Linked DNA regions of Bombyx mori: region 2 is linked to region 1. Evidence: chromatin contacts called from public Hi-C data. All regions are on one chromosome and are shown on one strand. Each heading gives the region's core, a stretch centred on a gene start, on an enhancer-like site or on the middle of the called end of the contact. The rest is flanking DNA. Distances are from core to core; before and after follow the strand shown.

Region 1 (5,016 bases), core at 1,925-4,424:
CGTAAATGCGCCACCCATCTTGAGATATAAGTTCTAAGGTCTCAGTATAGTTACAACGGCTGCTCCACCCTTCAAACCGAAACGCATTACTGCTTCACGGCAGAAACAGACAGAGCGGTGGTGCCTAGCCGTGCGGACTAACAAGTAGGAGTGGGTAATATCGGTTTTGCCGCGTATCGAATCGTATCTATATATCGAGGATCAATATCGGATATTGAATCTATATATTTTCTGAATCTATATATTGATAGATGCTAGTAGATTTTCTCGATTCATGATATTTGAGATTTGAAACGATACGCTGATATAATATCGTAGTAGATATAGATTTAAGTCAACGTTATACGGTTGGTTTTCTGATATCAGTTTATAATATGATCTTAAAGTAATAAAAAGAACATGAAAATAAAAATATCAAAAAAACTTTCCTTCATGCTTTTACCAGGCTTAGGACTGGCTACATTATTTTCAGTTATTAGTATTTTGTGTCTTAATTTAAAATTACAAAATATACCAAAAGAGTGTAGATTTCAAAAGTTTAATACAAACACAAGAAATAAACTCAATTATTTGGATTCAACTAAAAATAGAAAAATGTGTACTTTAAAAATCAAACACAAAAAACTTTTAAGTATTTATAAACACTTGTCCAAAAATTCTAGTTCAAGGTCAAAGCGCGTGAAATTAAATTCAACGATGCAAATAGGTTATACTGCATTCAAGTTAGGGTCGAAAGTTGAAACTTCTTTCCTTAATTGTATCCTGCTGATACGCTAAGAATAATCTACAGACATATGGACTTAAATATAAGGTTTACAATTGTATGGATAATGCCTGTTTCTGTTTCATTCATCACACGATATCCCTATCGTGCGCTCACTCACTCTGGCCGGTTCGATACGAACCAAACGAATATTGCTGATATTAACGAATCGGTACGATATGCCGATGCGCATCACATCGAGCAATATCGTGTATCGGCTGATATCGATATATAGATTTCGTGCGGGGCGATATCGGATTCAACGATATTGCTGCGATATATAGATATTGAATCTATATACGATTTATATCACCCACTCCTACTAACAAGAGATCCTACCATCAGTAAAAAAGAATACTCTATATTACGTTAAAAATGTTAATATAATTAACCCACACACCTAATATAATAATTAGTCGCTCAATCTAGAAGCTTATGGTTTTTAATTGGAATCGTTCCAAAACTAGTGAAATATCTCGCAGCGACACGGTTATTAACTACCTTCACTGTTCACTCTCCTATTTGCGTGGTCGAAATAATCTATTTTATTGCAGGTCTTCAAGCTTAAAGACAGAGACAAGACCTATCTCGATAATAATATTAAAAACGTTTTTGTGAGTGGTTGCATTTACGAAAGTTTTGTCTATAATAAATATATGTATGAACCGCCTGGTCTAAAGTGATTGACGAAGCATATAGACATCGCAACATCAATTCCGGGATCTAAATCTAAATTGTATTGTATAGCAGGTGATTTTTTTCCCTACCTAACTACTGTTAGCCAAAAGTAGCTATTCATCTAATTGCTGGGCTCGAGCTTAGAGACTTTGCTAACACTAGCCCTAACAAGAGTAGTCCTTTCCTTAGTCTTTCCTCATCGAACTCGTCGATTACGACGAAGAGTTCGACGAGTGAACTAACCCAAAGACACAGCCCACTGAGTTTCACGCCGGATCTTTTCAGTGGGTCGCGATTCCGATTCGGTGGTAGATTCTGCAGAGTACTGCTCTTGCTAGGGCTAGTGTTAGCAAATTCTCTCAGGTTGAGCCCGTGAGCTCACTGACCCGTCCGGGCGTAGCTGAAATTGCACCTTATGCTACCAACGAATAGGTAGGGAAAAATAGCTGAATCTACTACCGGATCGGAATCGCGACAGTTTAAGAAGATCTGGCGAGAAACTCAGTGGGTTATAACAGGTGTCCTATCCTACAAACGCGTGAATGTCCCGCGATCGAAATAAACAGGATTATCTTAACTAAAACTTACAGTCTACAATTGGCCGTTTTACGCGGTCTCGTTTGTATGCAGTTCCTAAATGAACTGTTTAAATAAACCAGTGTTCGTATAATCACTAAAACTGTATTACTGATTTAGTGTCTGAAACAAAATAGATTTTGTTTCTGATTTACAAGAGAAAAAAAACTTTAAAAAAAATATATGGTAATATTAAAGCTACTTAATAGATACCAAAAAAGGACAAACAGGAGAAAGTAGTTAGTAATTGTAATGCCTTTACATATTTATTCATAGAATGCTAGTATAATAATGGCGGCATGTATAATTATATATGAAATACATAAATAAATATAATAAACATTATCTTTTAATGTTGAAGTCAGTCATAATCTTTTGGCTCTAGTTTCATGTGTGTACTTTCCGAATATAAGTACAAATAAACGTTTAAGCTAACGGGCTATATAAGATTTTAACTATATATGAGTCGACTATTATCAAAGGCGGCAATCTGACTTTTGGACAATGATTGGTAAATCAGAAAAACGAATTATTGACTTTGTATTCCATTGGCAGTCACAAAACTCTTCGGAACGACATCTTAGATAAATAACAGGTTAACTATTAACCTTTATTTAATGCAGCTTTTGAACCGTATTCTTTGAAGGAGACGATTATATTCAAATAAATCTGTATTGACATATCAATAAAAAAAATTTGTCCAAATGTACAGATTGCCACCTTTGATAATAGACGACTCATATGTAGGAATACATTGGTGCAGTTTTATTAAATTATTATACATAGACAACACAAAGTGAACATCATCAACCATCATAAAACATGAGGTCGGAGTCTCGATTCTGTTGGCTCTCCTTGCAAAATATATGACTAATTTGAGGCAGAAATCAGCAGGTGCCTATCTATGTTGGTTCACAATACTACTTTAACTACAATAAGTGCGCGACATGCGACCTCATCTAGCTGTCTCGACTTACCTCATCGCAAGCATGACACCGAGGCTTCAACTTCTCGGAGTAGTGTCGAACGCAGTACAATCGTCCGTCTAAATTGCAATAAGCTAGTTCGACTAGCAATTCATCGCATTCCGAGCAAGAAAAGCACGCCGGGTGGAAAAACGCCTGCAACAAAACCCAGATAATAATCTTTAAATTCGCGCCATCTAGCGGCGACAGTGAAAAACACGATTTGATTTAGGTTTGTAATACATTTTTAATTTTGATTACATGAAAGTTTGAATTTACTTACGTCTTCTCCTATTCTAGGTGCAAGAATAGTAATGCTGCCGCTTCTGATCGACTTATTGCAGCCAATGCATTCCAGCGGAGATCCATGATGTTGACTAGCGATACCTAAAAACGTAATTCAATATTTTAGAATAGTAAGTAGACTACTTGACAATAGATGGAGATGCTTAAATGATATTTTGGTACCGATATCAAGAGCAATTTCATTCCTGGCGGCGACGAAATCTTCATATTGCTTGCGGTGGCCTTCGTCGATGTGCTTGCAATGATCCAATGTAAGATCCTGCTTTGGTAATTGGGAAGCTAAGGCCCTAGTACGCCAAGCACGCCACGCCGCCTGACCAGTGGCGCCACCTGTACTAGTAGGAGTACGCTCAGCGAGCGACTGCCAGTACAGCTCGGTCTAAGATACGAAAAAAAAAATTGATTAGGTATTCCGAATTCATAATCGTCGTCAATGTTGAGAATTTAGGTCTAACCTATTTATGGTTCTACTACTTGTCACAAGATGTCGCTGTACAGTATTTAGTGTTCATTTACCTGCTTAGCGGTGAGTCCGGGCGGACTGTCATAGGAGTGATGGTTGACTCTAGAGTCGCGGAGTCCGAGTCGGTCTCGAACCGAGCCCAGTTCTTCATGGTACACCGAATGCTTCAATCGATCACACCCGCATGACTTGCAGGTCTTTCTGTTAACAACAGAAACACTTTATGTTAATAATGTAATTAATTTAACATTATCTAGGCAGGCAGTGTTTTAGCTGCCGCTAAATACTTCAGTTAATACTTATACAAAACGGATGTAATATTTAAAAACACATTTAAATAAGGAATATCAAATACATTCAACTATGATCCAATTCTGGTGTGGATAAAATTTTGCTTTGCAAAAACCTTCTTATTACATATGAGTCGACTATTATCAAAGCCGGCAATGTGACTTTTGGACAATTATTGGTAAATTAGAAAAACGAATTATTGACTTTGTATTCCATTGGCAGTCACAAAACTCTTCTGAACGACATCTTAGATAAATAACAGGTTAAGTATTAACCTTTATTTAATGCAGGTTTTGAACCGTATTCTTTGAAGGAGACGATTATATTCAAATCAATCTGTATTGACATATCAATAAAAAAATTTTGTCCAAATGCACAGATTGCCACCTTTGATAATAGACGACTCATATGTAGCAGGCGACCATCATACAATAGAAGATATTTGACAGATGCCTGAATCTCGCTTACGACATTTTCAACATAAGCGCGCACATAAGCATATGCATACAAGTTCCGAACAACAACATTCGGACCGTCGGTCTACCGAGCAATATCACCCGCGCGGTGGAAGATTTTCCCTTTGTCATATATCTATCCGCACTTAATATGCATTCAACGATGTAAAAACATTACTTTTAATCAAAAAAATTTAGGAATCGTGTGGAAAGATTGAAGTCTACCGATTAGGCGGTTTAAGAACAATTTCTAAGCCGAAAAAATTAGAATGTGCATATTAAAATAGAACTAACTACCAGGGCGAACACTTCGAGTGAGAAGCGACTAATGAAGTTTTATCGTCGACAAGAATGATAAAATATTGGTGATAGCGTGCATGTCGTTGACTGAGTTTTTTTTGTATTTTCCTGAACGAATCCCGAGTTTGAATGGGAATGAGAGGATCTATATATTAATACGTGAAGCAAAAACTTTGTAACCATTTTTACGAAAATTGCCCGGACGGATGAGTATGAAAT
Region 2 (5,057 bases), core at 1,476-3,975, 320 kb before region 1:
CTTTTACGATTTAATTTTGCGTTTATTATTCACAATTTACTATTTGCGAAGTTAATTCGTCGTCATGTGAAAATAATGGTAACTGCCGTGGCTACTGTGAGAGTAAGAACGCACTCGCTACTGATGACCCGCTTCAAAAGCGTAAGCTTTCAAAAAACAAAAGCTCCATTAAAATCTAGCACGTAATTTTATGTGACAGCAAATAGAAAACACGGTAAATGTCATCAATATATTATTATAGTAGCATCCGCTAGATAAATCTATATATTAATACGTGAAGCAAAAACTTTGTATCCCTTTTTACGAAAATTGCGCGGACGGAGGAGTATGAAATTTCCCACACTTATAGAGAATATAGAGAAGGAGTGCACAATGCTAATTTTTTTTTTTAAATAATGCATAAAAGATACATTAAATCAATAAAGAAAACATTACACACACTACATACCATGTATTTGACGCACACACGCATGCATACTATTTATTGTCAAACTTTTGTTCTTGAAGTCTGTTGTCAAATTGAGAATAGATTAAATATTGTATGTTTCACTTGAAACTGGCATAAAGTTAAAACTATTGGGATAAAGGAAAAAAAAAAAAAAATTGTATGTCTTTGTTAATATTTTTTATAATGTAGTCTTGGCGAAATTTGTGATTATAGAAATATAAAATACAATCATAATATTGTACAAACTTACAATTCCAATTAATTATAGTCGAATTTCGACTACTGCGGGACCTCTAGTAATATATGAATTCTTGTGGAAAGGAAAACGTCCAAAAATTCTCCCGCAATCGTTGTTTGGGCTTACTCGAAAAACTGTTTTACATGGGTCGGGAATAGCGCACTCGTAAACGATAAAGGTCGTAGCCTGGACCCTTAGAGGGCGAGGACCCACGAGGATAAACCATGTGACAGTTTAACCGAGGTCAGTTCTGGACCTTGGCCGTGTGTGGAAAGCGTATATATACTGTTTGTATACAGTAAACAATGAACTTTCATTTGTCTGTTGTCTCTATGGCTGATAAGTCGTTGCGTCTATTAATCTAAAACGTATACATAAGGACAATGGCTGTCACATAATCTGAAAGCATTTTGAGCAAATAAAAATTATAATTTGCGTAATTACTAGTGGTAGGACCTCTTGTGAGTCCGCGCGGGTAGGTACCACCACCTATACTTGAGACCTTAGAACTTACATCTCAAGGTGGGTGGCGAATTTACGTTATAGATGTCTATGTCACTTAACACCATGTGGGCTGTGAGCTCGTCCAGCCATGTAAGCAATAAAAAAAAAAAAATTGCGATAAAGAAATCATAAGCCGCGAATATTTATAATCCGCCAATAGTGAAAACTAGAATGAAAGAACCGCGAATAAGTCGTTTTTTTTACTGTATATATAATACTAAATTCACTACGATTTAATGAGTAAAATTTTACGTAAAACCTCCGATATCATTAAAGCGATGACGCACATTTCGGGATTGGACACAACGCATCATGTGCGTGCGTGATTCAGCCGCCAATCAAACGAGGAACGCGCGAATTCCGTATTTAAATTTCAAACATTTTGACAGTTCTTTGTGCGTTCCGTTTTACGGTTCTTTTCTTGTGAAGTCTCGAAAACGTGACATCTACTTCGGTGGTCTGAAATATGTTTTTGTTACACTGAATTATATTTGTCGCACGCTCCTCACTAAGCAAAGTTTATTGGTGTGATGATATTATAAAGACATTCATGAGTCTTTGTATTCCGAATTTAAATACGTCGTCAATATTTCAATAAACGAAAGAAGGTTGCGTGCGCGGTTTAAAGAAATTCAAATTTGATCTGAAATCATCGTGACCTGAAGGATAAGACGCCCGGTACATTCGTATCTGTGACTGTACCTATGGTCAAATCCCTCCGGCAGGTACTAATTTTTCTAATGTAATAAGTACTTAACAAAATATGTTCACGATTGACTTCCACGGTGAAGGAACAACGTCGTGTAATAAAAACCAAATTATAATTTGCGTAATTACTGGTGGTGGGACGTCTTGTGAGTCCGCACGGGTAGGTAGGTACCACCACGCTGCCTATTTCTGCCATGAAGCGGTAACGCACTTCGGTTTGAAGGTTGCGGCAGCCGTTGTACTGTTAAACTGAGACTTAGAACTCGTGTCTCCTCAAGGAGATGGCGGAATTTACCTTGTAGATAGATATCTAGGGGCTCAGTTAAACTTAACACTAGGTGGGCCTTGAACTCGTCTACCCATGAAAATAATAGTAAAAAAATTGATTACTCTTATAACCATCTATGCTACCAAATATATGAACAAGTGATAATTCACTTGTTCATATATACACAATAATTTATCTAGAATTTAATTATGTACCATGAACAAAAGTTTAATTTTGATTAAACTCATCTAATTTGCACAAACATTACGTTTCATAGCGACAGGAATATTACGTCATATAAAACCAATAGACAAGAGTTTTAGAAACAGAACTAAATCGAAAATCCTTCATTAGCTTCGGCTACTCGACACTGTGGCGCCACTATCGCCACGAATCGTGCAACCAGTGTGCGTCCCGCGTCACAGCGCTGTGATTGCACTAAATTGAGCTTCCGTCGGCGACAGGATAAAAAAATCCGACCGCGTCCTCGCCGACATTAAACAATGGCCAATCGCGGAGCCGACACTGTGAGCCGGGCCGATTTGATTGGACACAAATTGAATTGTCGGACGAAATTCGTATTAGCGGCCGGCGACGCACCCGATGACGCTCCACGTCGCGTTTAACGAGACCAAATTATTCCATTCGTATTGTGGATCGAGTCTTTCTAAACAATAATCTATACTAATACTAGCTGACCTGGCAACCGTTGTTTTGCCATATATAAGATTTCTGGGGAATTTCTAGTGTAGAAAAAAAAACTAACTTATTGTAAGTGTGTAAGGATGTGGTAAATGAGCGAAAGAGGCATGTAGCGCTGTGAACGATTTTAATTAATTACCAGTGCAAGGACCAGTCGTATGTCGTATCACTCTTGTCAGAGCGGTCGTGGTCGTCATCCAGCATCATTGTTGTGGGCAGATGCTATGCGCCTCACGAGCAATCTCCACTCCTCCCGGTTTGTGATGAGCCTGGTACACTCATGCAAACAGCCGCCAACAGCAAAAGGAACAGTACAGATAATTTATTTATTACCTCCTCATTAGTAATGATTTTGCTTTAATTTCGCATTTTATTAACAACAGTTTCAGGTTGTGCACATTCTTGATCTTTAAAGACTCTTTTCTGTGTTAGGAATATACTAGAATCTGTCTTTTCTGAACGCTCTCTAAGTCTGCAGTAAAAACCAACTGAAAGATTAAACAGAGCTGAGAACGACAAATCGCTAACAATTTCCAAAAAAAAATCAATATTCAAAACATCTTGAAGATCAACTCCATAGGCCCCCACATATTATTTACTACATATTTGCCCTCAAGTGATGCGAACATCCAATATTCAAATAATATGATTGGTTCCGGCCTATTGCACCCTATCAGACGGTCTCCCCTTGCGACCCCCACGTGCCGAACTGAACACCTGTAACCTTGAGAAAAATCGATCGCTATAAAACTGTAATTCTCAGTTACGTCTAGGAAAAACATGACCGATTCACGAGGAAACCGCTTCAAACGTTAATTTTAATATCCAATTATTGTGCTTATATAAACTACTAGCGGCCCGCTCCGGCTCCGCTCGGGTCCTTAACAAACATTTCAACGATATTTGACGTTTTATTTTTTAAAATAAAAGAACACTTATTGCGGCGTAACTATAATAGTTAGATATATGCTGTCGGGACACTTTTTGTAAACAATAATGCGTTCTACAAAGTTGTAGCACATTATTTTATTCTGTCATCAATAGTTTTCGCAGGGCACGCGATGTAAAGAATATTTTAGGTTTTTTTTTTACACCTTGAGTTACATTATTGAAGTTTTAGTTAAGATCCCATTTTTTTTTTTTTTTTCAAAAAAGCTTTATAGCCTATGTCACTCGGGAGCAGTGTAGCTTCCAAACAGTGAAAGAATTTTTCAAATCGATTCAATAGTTTCGGAGCCTATTCAATATAAACAAACAAACAAATCTTTCCGCTTTTTAATATTAGTATAGAATATAGATAAGTTCGTCACTGTAGTTTTGAATAATTTAGTAGAAAAGTTGAAGCAGCTATAGCTTCGACTTCTAAACAATAGTCGTGCAAAACTCACTCGAGAGACAAACCGGTGTTATTACAAAAACAGCAATACGTACAGGACGAGGCGTCTCCGTCGAGGCAACGACGCAACTTTGCCAATAAATTATCTTGGTCACGAACTAATTTTACACGTGATCAAATCTTTTTAATTTGGTTCAGTTGATTACGCTCAGTTCGTTTTGTCTAAGTTCGATAGTTTTGTTTTTATTAAATAAAGCCAGTGAAACCGAAGCGGGTCACTGGTGATTTTATAGCAATGTCTCTGGAAAGTTGCCTAGAGATCTAAATAGTGAATAAAAAGTAACAAGTGTATGGAGATATTTAAAAGGGTTGGATTTGTTTGCAGGGCACATATTTCTGAGGGTAATGTTGTGTATAATTACAGAATCGCCCATACCACCGACTTAAGTGATTTAGCAAATTAAAAAAAAAACCATTATGCCACTCTAGTTTAAATTAAACATGCAATTTCACTTACAACGTTAGATAACAAGTCGAATCATTTACATTACAAAGGATTTCTTTTTTTGAATAACAGCTTTGCGCCATCTGTTGTCGAGTAGCAATAAACTTAATCCATTGTCTGATCATTTACAAATGTTCGTTTTTGCGGCCCGAAACAACGTACATTCCAATTAACCTCGTTATTTTACTGTACAGATTAACGTTCGAGATTATCTTGCGGCTTTTATTATCTGTGCAACGCGGGCGGCACCTGCCGCTAACCAATTTTAAATAACTGCCATTTTCATCCATCATGCTTTTCAAGCTAAACATCCGCCCGTCATAGCGTTTGGCGTTGTAGAAGTATTAA

Evidence for each region. Hi-C and Micro-C count contacts between places; a contact is called where the count stands out from the background.
Region 2: a contact with region 1 is called in a Hi-C map of posterior silk gland, with 2.0 times the contacts expected there. The contact joins two enhancer-like sites. A contact is called at or near these places in 2 of 7 Hi-C or Micro-C datasets (middle silk gland and posterior silk gland).

The regions. Positions count from the first base shown.
Region 1 is chr22:2,754,974-2,759,989 of ASM3026992v2, reverse strand. LOC101741761 (four and a half LIM domains protein 2) reads right to left here. Exons shown (of 10, transcript XM_062674867.1): 3 at 3,805-3,952; 4 at 3,451-3,667; 5 at 3,266-3,369; 6 at 2,995-3,138. Among protein-coding and RNA genes, the nearest start is that of LOC134200941, 11 kb to the left of the region's middle. Within about 2 kb of position 3,174, at least 8 of the 8 cell types and tissues checked have open chromatin away from gene starts, as enhancers often do.
Region 2 is chr22:3,076,784-3,081,840 of ASM3026992v2, reverse strand. The region is part of intron 3 of LOC101743969 (methylcytosine dioxygenase TET); the gene reads left to right. Among protein-coding and RNA genes, the nearest start is that of LOC101743969, 70 kb to the left of the region's middle. Within about 2 kb of position 2,725, at least 8 of the 8 cell types and tissues checked have open chromatin away from gene starts, as enhancers often do.